Regions from separate parts of the Mus musculus genome. Here regions 1 and 3 are each linked to region 2. Evidence: chromatin contacts called from public promoter capture Hi-C data. All regions are on one chromosome and are shown on one strand. The core of a region is the stretch at or near the end of the contact, and the rest is flanking DNA. Distances in the headings are between cores, read along the strand shown.

Region 1 (2,700 bases), core at 48-2,547, 320 kb before region 2:
ACACCAGATGGGAGGGCAGTGAACCACACCCTCACCACGGGAGGGGGAGCCCACTCCCCACTCACAGACGGGTCCAGGCAGACCTCCCACCACTCACCAGCTCCTGTTTACCAGTGACAATGTCACTTGCCTGGGATTCTAAGTGCCTCAAGGACAGCAAGCCATCTCCCTTTTACTCTCTCTGCTGTGACCAATGACACAGGCTCCACTCTGCGACCCGGGAGGGGTGTGTGTGTGTCTTCTGAATAATTAATTTACTAGGAAAAGAAGAACTGGCTCAGAGCAAAGATGCTCCCAGAAGACCAAAACCAGGGAATCTGTAAGTTCCTGGGAGGTCCCTGATACACGCTTGACCTATGGCCAGCCTTCCTCTGTCCAAGGAGCACTGGCCTCCACCTAAGAAGCTTTCTGGAGTCACAGATCATGGAGAAGGCCCTTCTCCCAGACCTCCCTGCTTCCATTCCTGCCTGGGATGCACAGTCCATTTCCAGCTCAAGTGGGGCCACAGATGCAGGGGGATAAAAGCCCTCTGAATCTCCGGAGACCCACGGGGAAGCTGAGGCTCAGCTGCTAGGAGTGGAGGGTCTTGCAGGCTCCTCCTCGCTGGCTGCCTCTAGAGCCGTCTCCCCCCCCCCCCCCCACTCCTGCTGTCCAGCTGGGAGGAGGCGTCACCTCCTCCTTTCTGGTTATTTTTCAAAAAAATTTGTTTCTCCTGCAGTCTCCCTCTTTCCTCTGGAAGACCCCACTACCCTTGTCCCCTATTTCTGCAGGCGTCCCCCGAAGGGTCTTCTAACCCTGCAGCTCCCCCATCCTTCCAAAGGCTCACCACCTCTCCTCCCTGCACACTGTCCCCCAACCTCATTCCTTTCCCAGCCCTCTGAAGCCCTCATTCCCTCCTCCCTCCCATTCTCCTTCATGTCCTTCCCCCATTCCTCGGGGCCACTGCGACCCCTGCTGCAGGTCTGCAGTTCCTTCCCAGCCTGGCAAAACATAGGGTGGCCCGGCTATCCCACCTGGCCTTCACTCACCTGTTGGGCCGCCTGAAGCACACCGGGCCTTGCCTTCTCCGGGTCGGGCTCACGGTCCCGCGGCAGCAACCCCTTCTTGGGGTGCATGTGTCGGCACAGGCAAGTGACCCCGCACAGCGCAAGGATGCTGGTGGCAGTGCCCAGCGTGGCGCCCAGCGCGATCACAGGCACCGACAGCACCATGGTGCCTGCTTCCCGCGGCTCGCCCGCCTCCCGCCGGCCTCCTGCACCTCGCGCTCCCGCCTGGCTCCAGCCGCTCTCTAGACTCCGAGGGCGGGGACGCAGCCAGCTGGGAGGAAGGATGGCTGTAAGGACGTCAGAGGCGGAGGCTGACCCAGAGGCGCGTCAACCGCTACCCCCTCCTCGCCACCATGTGACCCGCCCCCTATTGCCAGGAGAGCAGGAGCAGGTAGGTGATAGCCTCAGGTTTGTGTGTTCTATGTACACAAGCACACACATGTATACACACGCACAAACACACATTGGTAGGTGATAGTCTCAGGGTTGTGTGGGGTCATTCCACATTCTCTCATTCTCTCTTCCTCTCTCTCAGGTGATAATCTCGGGGTTATTTGGAGCAATTCTTAGAACTCTGTGTACACACATGTATGCACACAAAGACACGCAGATGCAACACGTACATGTATGGACACACACACACATTGGCATGTGATAACCTCAGGGTTGATTCCTAGTGCTTTATGTATAGACACACACACATATGCACACATTCACAAAGACACATGCAAGTGGGTAATTTTAGTGTTGTCTGGAGACATTCTTAATGCTCTGTGCACATGTGTACACACACAGGCAGTTGGACCTAAGAAGGACTGGAGCTTACTAAGGTCACAGGGTCAATCAACCAGGGCTTCAACCCAGACCTGGAACTCACTCTGGGTAGCTGGTCACCTCATCAGATTAGTAACCCTTTGCTTGCCACGGCACCCTTCCCCCTTCCCCAGAGCTGGTAAGAAGGCTGTAAAGTGGAAGCCCTAAGCCTTGCAAACACTCACACAGGACTAGAGCTGTCTCATTTTCTAGGCTCACAGTGACGTCCCACTAAGGACAAAGACAGAGACTGGGAAAAGGAATGTGGGGGGAACAAGGAGAGAGATTGGGGAACCTGGGGTATGGCAGGGGCTGGCTGATGTACTGTGGCTTCTGGTGTGGGGTCCTATGTTCTGGTGGGTTGTATTTACAGCTCACATTGATTACCTGATCTGATCAGCAGAGACCTTACCTCCTACATAGCTGAGGACACAAGGACACTAAAAACCTTGCCAGCCTCCTGAGGCCACACTCCGTGTTTGCTGATTCCAAGTCCTGTCTTCCAGGGACCAACGACAGCAGAGGTTGCTGCTAGGGCACGAGGCTCACAACAAGGAGAGCGTGTATGCTTGTGAGGGAGGGAAAATGAGAATTTGTCCAGGAAGGTGACTGTCTTAGCTCTAGGAAACTGAGCTGTTTGGTGTTTTTCATTATGAGGAAGGTTTCCTCCACTGAGGACTAGATGTTGTTTGTGGGCTCTCGGGGTGCTGGGCACTTCTGAGAAGGGGCTCGGCAGGATTTAATCCTCGGCTTCCAGGCAGCTGATGATTCCAGCAGCTCTTGTCTGTCTCTGCTCAGGTGTGATCATTGTCTGGGTCCCCCTTCTCCTCCCACTAATTTA
Region 2 (2,700 bases), core at 70-2,569:
CATCCCTGGTCCTGGACCCCAAAAGCCTTGGTGTCCAGAAGCCTCTTGCTTAAACGGTTAAGCCCATCAGGAAGTGGGTACTAGGAATGTAATCTTAAAAAGAGGCAGACCTGGAGTAGGGAGAGGTGACATGGTGAGGTACCTGAAATCAAGCCAAGGTGCCATCCTAGCAGGACCTTCCTTCCTCAGATAGCGTGGCCTTTTAACCCATAGATTCCAGCTAGGGCCACTGTCTACTGTTACTGTAAAGTCAAGCACCGTGTCCCTCCCTGGACCCCGAAAGAAGCTGACCACCCCATATCCTACTCAGAGAGGTGCTAGGATTGTTTTGGCCTCGCGTGGGGGGAAGCTCTGCACCGTCAGGCAGCCCTAGTCTCCTAAGGGCCCAGCCTATCACCAGCATAGTAGAAGCCGATACAAGACCGAGGCTATAAGCAAGAGGCCGGGACAGTGCTTTGCCTCAGGGTGTAAGCCTGGTTTGTAAAGTTAGAGGAGGCACGGGAACCTCAGGGTCTCTGGCAACCTCGGCCGCTCGGGTCTAGCAGGCTGTTGCATGATCAACCCGGAGCAGACACCCGAGCGGGTACCGCAGCAGCAGAACAGGAGCCCCGGGCAGACGTTTATCCCAAGTTTGCTGCCCTCACCAGAGGAGGAGGTCAGGAGCGATCGCGGAGCTCTCCGGAGGGCTACTAGCCCCAGCCAACCTCTCCCAGCGCCCAGCACTCTGCGGTCCCTAGCCACCGCCTCCGCGCACCGCCCAGAGACACCGGCCCTGAGCTAGGGGCGTCTCCCGCCGCGCCCGCGCCCCCGCCCCTCCCGGCTGTTGCGGTGCAGTCCGTTCCCGCCTGCCCCGGGGCCCGGGAGACCCGGCCGATACCTGGTGGCGGGCGCGCCGGGAGCCGCTGCAGCGCCCAGCGCTGGCTCCATCCTTAGTCTAGAGTCAGGCTCTCCGGGGGCCCGCGGGTGGTGGTGGCGGTGGAGGTGGCGGCGGCATCCTCCTCCTCCCGCGCCCTGCTCCTCGGCCTCCCTCCTCCCAAGCCTCTTCCTCCGCCTCCGCGCGTCCCTCACGGGCCCCTCTCCATGGCTCGGGGGCGCTAGCTCCGGGTGGCTCGCTCTGCACAGTGCCTTTTCCTGATGAGAGAGAGAGAGAGAGAGAGAGAGAGAGAGAGAGAGAGAGAGAGAGAGAGAGAGAGATCAGGGCCAGGCACCGGGACACCGAGCACTGCAGCCCCAGTCTCCGGAGGACAGCAGCAGCCTCGGAGGCCAGAGCCTCACGGAGTACCCTCCTTGCGTCTCGGAGTCAAAAGCAGCGGTGGTTGCTTCAGCGCCGAGCTAGCGGGTGGCAGGCGCTGCGGTCCCGGCTCCACCCCCAGCGCCGCCCGCCCCCTCTCCGCCCGACCCCGTCAGCGCGCGCCCTCCCGCCCCCCCCCCCCCCGCGCAGCCCAGGCCGGGAGCGCCGGGACACCCCCACTAGCAGGGCTCCGGAGCCAACCCACCGGCGGGCCGAGGCAGCCACACCCCCCACCCTCCACCCCGCACCCCCCACCCCCCACCCCCGAGTTGAGGAGGCCAAGCGGCAGCAGCACGGGTACCTCTTGGCCTGCCCTCTCCCCCTACACCCGCCCTAGCGAAGGCATGGCTCTATCTATGCAGCCAAAGCCTCTGGATACCCAAGTCTGGCTACAGCCCCAACCTGACCCTGGCTCCTTTCCCCAGCCAGGGCAATCAGAGACTCCCAAACCCAGAACTGAAGTCGATATTCCACTACATGCCCCTGCTTCTCTTCCATCACCCACAACTAAAGAAATGTTTCATTTGCCCCAGATCCTGTCATCCCCTTTCAGCAGGGGCTGGGTGGAGCTGGCCAGTTAGTCGGACACTAGAGTTCCTTTGCTAGAGGAAGCTTTCCATCCTGCCCAGCCCCTTCCTCCTAGGCTGCATCTGTCTTCCCAGGTAGTTACCAGTCCACAAGCTGCACTTGTGGGACCAGGACAGCGGCAAAGCCCTGGCACTACAGTGGTCCTTCGTTCTCTGCATAAATATCGACTGAGCATCTCCTGCATGTCAGAAGCACCGAACACTATAGCTAGTGACAAGAGAAACATACCCCTGAGCCCTCAGTGTGGCCTGGAGGAAAAATGAAGCCAGCAGAGGAATGCCTGTGGCCCTGAACTGAAGAGGAGGGAAAACCCACTTCTACCATTGGCCACCAAGGTGTCCATGCGCACAAACCCAGACCCCATCCTGACCTGTTTCCCATCTGAAGATGTGTAGGTACTTTGCAGGGCTCTGGACCAAAGGCAGTAGTAGACTTTGTCCAGAGTGGTAGCGATCGTCCAAAGGAGTGGGCTTCCATCTCCACCGTCTCTTACGTCTCCTAGAACACGATCTGTCCATCCGTCTGTCACTCCTGATACGGTGCAGAGAACAACGGGTTTTTTTTTTGTTTTGTTTTGTTTTTTAATGAGGTTATATTCACCTGGAAGTTCTCAGTGCAGAGGAGCCTTTGTGAGTCTGCTGTGTGACCATGTGATGCAGTCCTCCCCCACCCGTGCCTCAGTTTCCTCACGAGGAAAAATGGAGGTGCTTTTTCTTATCTCCTAGGGCAACAGCTCCCATGTTAGCTTGGGTGGATGCTTACTTGTTCGCTAAGAAGGGAATAACATAATGTCTAGGAGTCTCCCGGAGACCCCAAGGGGC
Region 3 (2,700 bases), core at 188-2,687, 480 kb before region 2:
AGGAAAATACAGGCTTCTGGTCGCCAGAGGAACAAGGAAGGGTGTTCCTGGCAGACATGGTAGTGCATGCCTTAAATCCCAGTGCTTAGGATGTAGAAGCAGGAAGTCCTCTATGAGTTCGAGGCCAGTCTGGTCTACATAGCAAGTTCTAGACCATCCAGGGCTACATAGTGAGACCCTGTCCCAAAGAAAACAGCAATGTCTGCAGTGTCAGGCTCACTCTGGGATTGCTGCTTTGCCACATAACCCTTTGTGTTCTGTCTCTGTTCACATTGCAACATGCACAGTGTGAGGAGACTCCAGGCTGTTGGAGGTCTGCCCTTCCCAACTCTTCCTGGCCAGCCTGCCCACTTGCAGCTGTTGGCTCTGGAGGCTGGGAGCCTGAGGGTAGCCCAAGGCAAATATGTTTTTTTTTTTTTTTTAAACAGCCATTTAAGGAGATTTTGTCCCTAAACAAGCACTCTAAGCCACTGCCTTTGCCCCCGGGGATAGGAGCACAGAGCTCAGGTTAGAGGCACCCAAAAGGGGAGACAAACAGGGTGTCTATCCAGACCATGGACTCTCCAAGGCCTTATCCTGAGACCCCAAGTCCCACTCACAGGGCCGTCAGGCCTGGGGCTGTTCCTCGGTTGTCTGCCAACTTGTACAGGAAGAAAGCCAGAGTGCCGCCTTGACTGGTCAGCAGGAATGTGGCTTCTATTTTCCGTCTTGAACTTCACTTTGCTATTTTTTACTTTTTATTAGGAAAGGAACATACAGAAGAATGTGCCAACACAGGCACATTTTAAAGAATACGTTGATTCCTGAAATAACAGATGAAGGCTTGCACCCCTCCACTCAGCATGAGAAACATCACAATCACCTTCCAAATCCCTGTGACCTGCCCCAGTCGGTCACCGGTCAGTCCAGTACGGGAACAGCCAGCTGCCCAAACACAAAGGCAGGCTACCTCTGTAGGGAAAGAAAGCTGATAGCACCAGTGCATGGCTGCCACTAGGAGGCGCTCGAGTCGCCAGGAAGGCCTTGTGAACATAGAGGCCAGCGCAGCATTTTTCAGGCTCGGGGACCCAAGAAGCCTGTTTTCTGCATGCTGTCCTGAGTGCTCCAGGTTGGCAGTGAGGAGCAGTATCTTCTGGGAAAGGGAGTAGAGATGGACATTCAGTCAGGGGTTGGGGTGGGGGCTGCAGGGTGGCAGGCCTTTGTCTAGTCGGAGGCTGTTTGTCAGCTGGTCTCATCTTGCTCAGTGTTAGTAGTGTTATTTCTTACAGCTTGCCTGTGATATCTATGTCAGCTGTGTCTACACTGCGGGACAATATGTTGGGAATCACCACCACCACCACCACCACAACCACACCCCCGGGGCTGTGTCCAGACCACATCTCTGTCATCTCCATCGCCTCTACACCACAACAGCATGGTTTGTCCATGTCTCCACACTCCCACAGCCTTGTAGGAGGTCACGTGTGCTCTGGGTGCTCCATTGTGGGCGAGCATCTGTGGGTACAGGGCTGTGGTTGGGGAGCAACAGGAGGCTATTTAAAGAGTGGAGGCCTAGCAGCCCAAGAGCTGAGCCGCTGCAGAGCCAGAGCTATAGGGGAGCTGGCTGAGGCCTGCCTGCTAAGCCCTGCAGGAAGCACTAGCCTGAGTCACCTAGCAGGGGGGTGACCAGAGAGCCAAGGGTCAAGGAGCTTGGAGCCAGAGCAGGTCAAGGACAGACAAGACAGTCAGAAGCTGGTTCTCCTGACCATCACCCAGTCAATTTCAGACAATTCTGACATGGTACTAAACAGTAGATGATGCTGGTCAGGGAGGAGACTCAGTCCACATAAAGACAGGGGGCTGTGTGCAAACGGAGCTTGGAAGCTCAGATCCTTATGCTCATCTGAGTGCTGGAGTCACAGGTTAGCAGGTGCAGGTGACAAGAGGTAGGTGCTCACCACCCAAAAGGTGTGCCGTGACCTCCGCACAGGTGACTTGCCCAAGCTGTCCTCCACTCTCCTCTGTCTTAGCATGGTTCCCAGAGAGTAAGGGTCTGGCCTGTGGGGGGACCAGAAGATTGAGGGGTGAGTTGTTCAGGAAAGGAGAGGGAAATGGCAAAGGAGAGAATTTTCAGGAAAGGGAGAGGAAGAGGAAGGAGCAGGAGGAAGGAGAGAGGGCAGGAAAGACAGGCCATTTGAAGGATTTGAAAGGGTGGGACAGAGACAGAGGGACAGAGGGACAGAGGAAGGGATGGAGGGGTGATGACGAGGAAGACAAGCCCTGCTTGCTCAGTGCCGTTTAGAAGAGAGAGTGATCAAGTCAGGACCACCAGAAACATTGTCCTTGTCTAGCTGACAGTGCAGAGCTGGAGGAAACCTTGAGATGAAGACTGGACAGGGCTCTCCAGTGGCTGGCATCCCCTGCTCTCACCCTTTGACACAGTGGGATCACACCACTGTGGGATCAATAGGGAGTCATCCAGGGCTAGGTCACTATTCCCCACCCCAGAAGGAAGTAGCGGTGATGTGTCCCTGACCCAGGCTCAGGGCCAGGACCCTCTTTGTCCACCTCCCCTCTCTGTTCCCTCTAGTCCTCAGTGTTTTCAGGCCTTCTCCCCAGAACCACCCCACATTGGTTCTTTCTACTCCCTGCCAGTTGCTGATCACACTGTGGACAGACAGAGGGACTAGGCAGTGAAATGACATGAGGATTCCAGCCCAT

Evidence for each region. Promoter capture Hi-C pulls out the DNA fragments that hold promoters and counts their contacts.
Region 1: a contact with region 2 is called in a promoter capture Hi-C map of embryonic stem cells, with 2.1 times the contacts expected there. The contact joins the promoter of Syt13 here to the promoter of Chst1 in region 2. A contact is called at or near these places in 2 of 39 promoter capture datasets (the SN4741 cell line and embryonic stem cells).
Region 3: a contact with region 2 is called in a promoter capture Hi-C map of hippocampal neurons, with 2.3 times the contacts expected there. The contact joins the enhancer-like site here to the promoter of Chst1 in region 2. A contact is called at or near these places in 7 of 39 promoter capture datasets (the 3T3-L1 cell line, the C10 cell line, embryonic stem cells and 2 more), 4 of 484 Hi-C or Micro-C datasets (the G1E-ER4 cell line, embryonic stem cells and palatal mesenchyme) and 1 of 115 datasets of contacts at active chromatin or transcription factors (astrocytes).

Annotation. Positions count from the first base shown.
Region 1 is chr2:92,913,698-92,916,397 of GRCm38.p6, reverse strand. Syt13 (synaptotagmin XIII) reads right to left here and starts at 1,297. Exons shown (of 6, transcript NM_030725.4): 1 at 1,029-1,297. The coding sequence starts at 1,211. Gm13791 (a long non-coding RNA gene) reads left to right here. Exons shown (of 5, transcript XR_001783401.2): 1 at 1-1,437.
Region 2 is chr2:92,598,326-92,601,025 of GRCm38.p6, reverse strand. It overlaps Chst1 (carbohydrate sulfotransferase 1), which reads right to left and starts at 1,319. Exons shown (of 3, transcript NM_023850.2): 1 at 878-1,319.
Region 3 is chr2:93,074,693-93,077,392 of GRCm38.p6, reverse strand. No RefSeq gene overlaps it. Among named protein-coding and RNA genes, the nearest start is that of Prdm11, 30 kb to the right of the region's middle. Within about 2 kb of position 1,437, at least 17 of the 459 cell types and tissues checked have an H3K27ac peak or open chromatin away from gene starts, as enhancers often do. A contact at or near this core is called in hippocampal neurons, where this site is marked.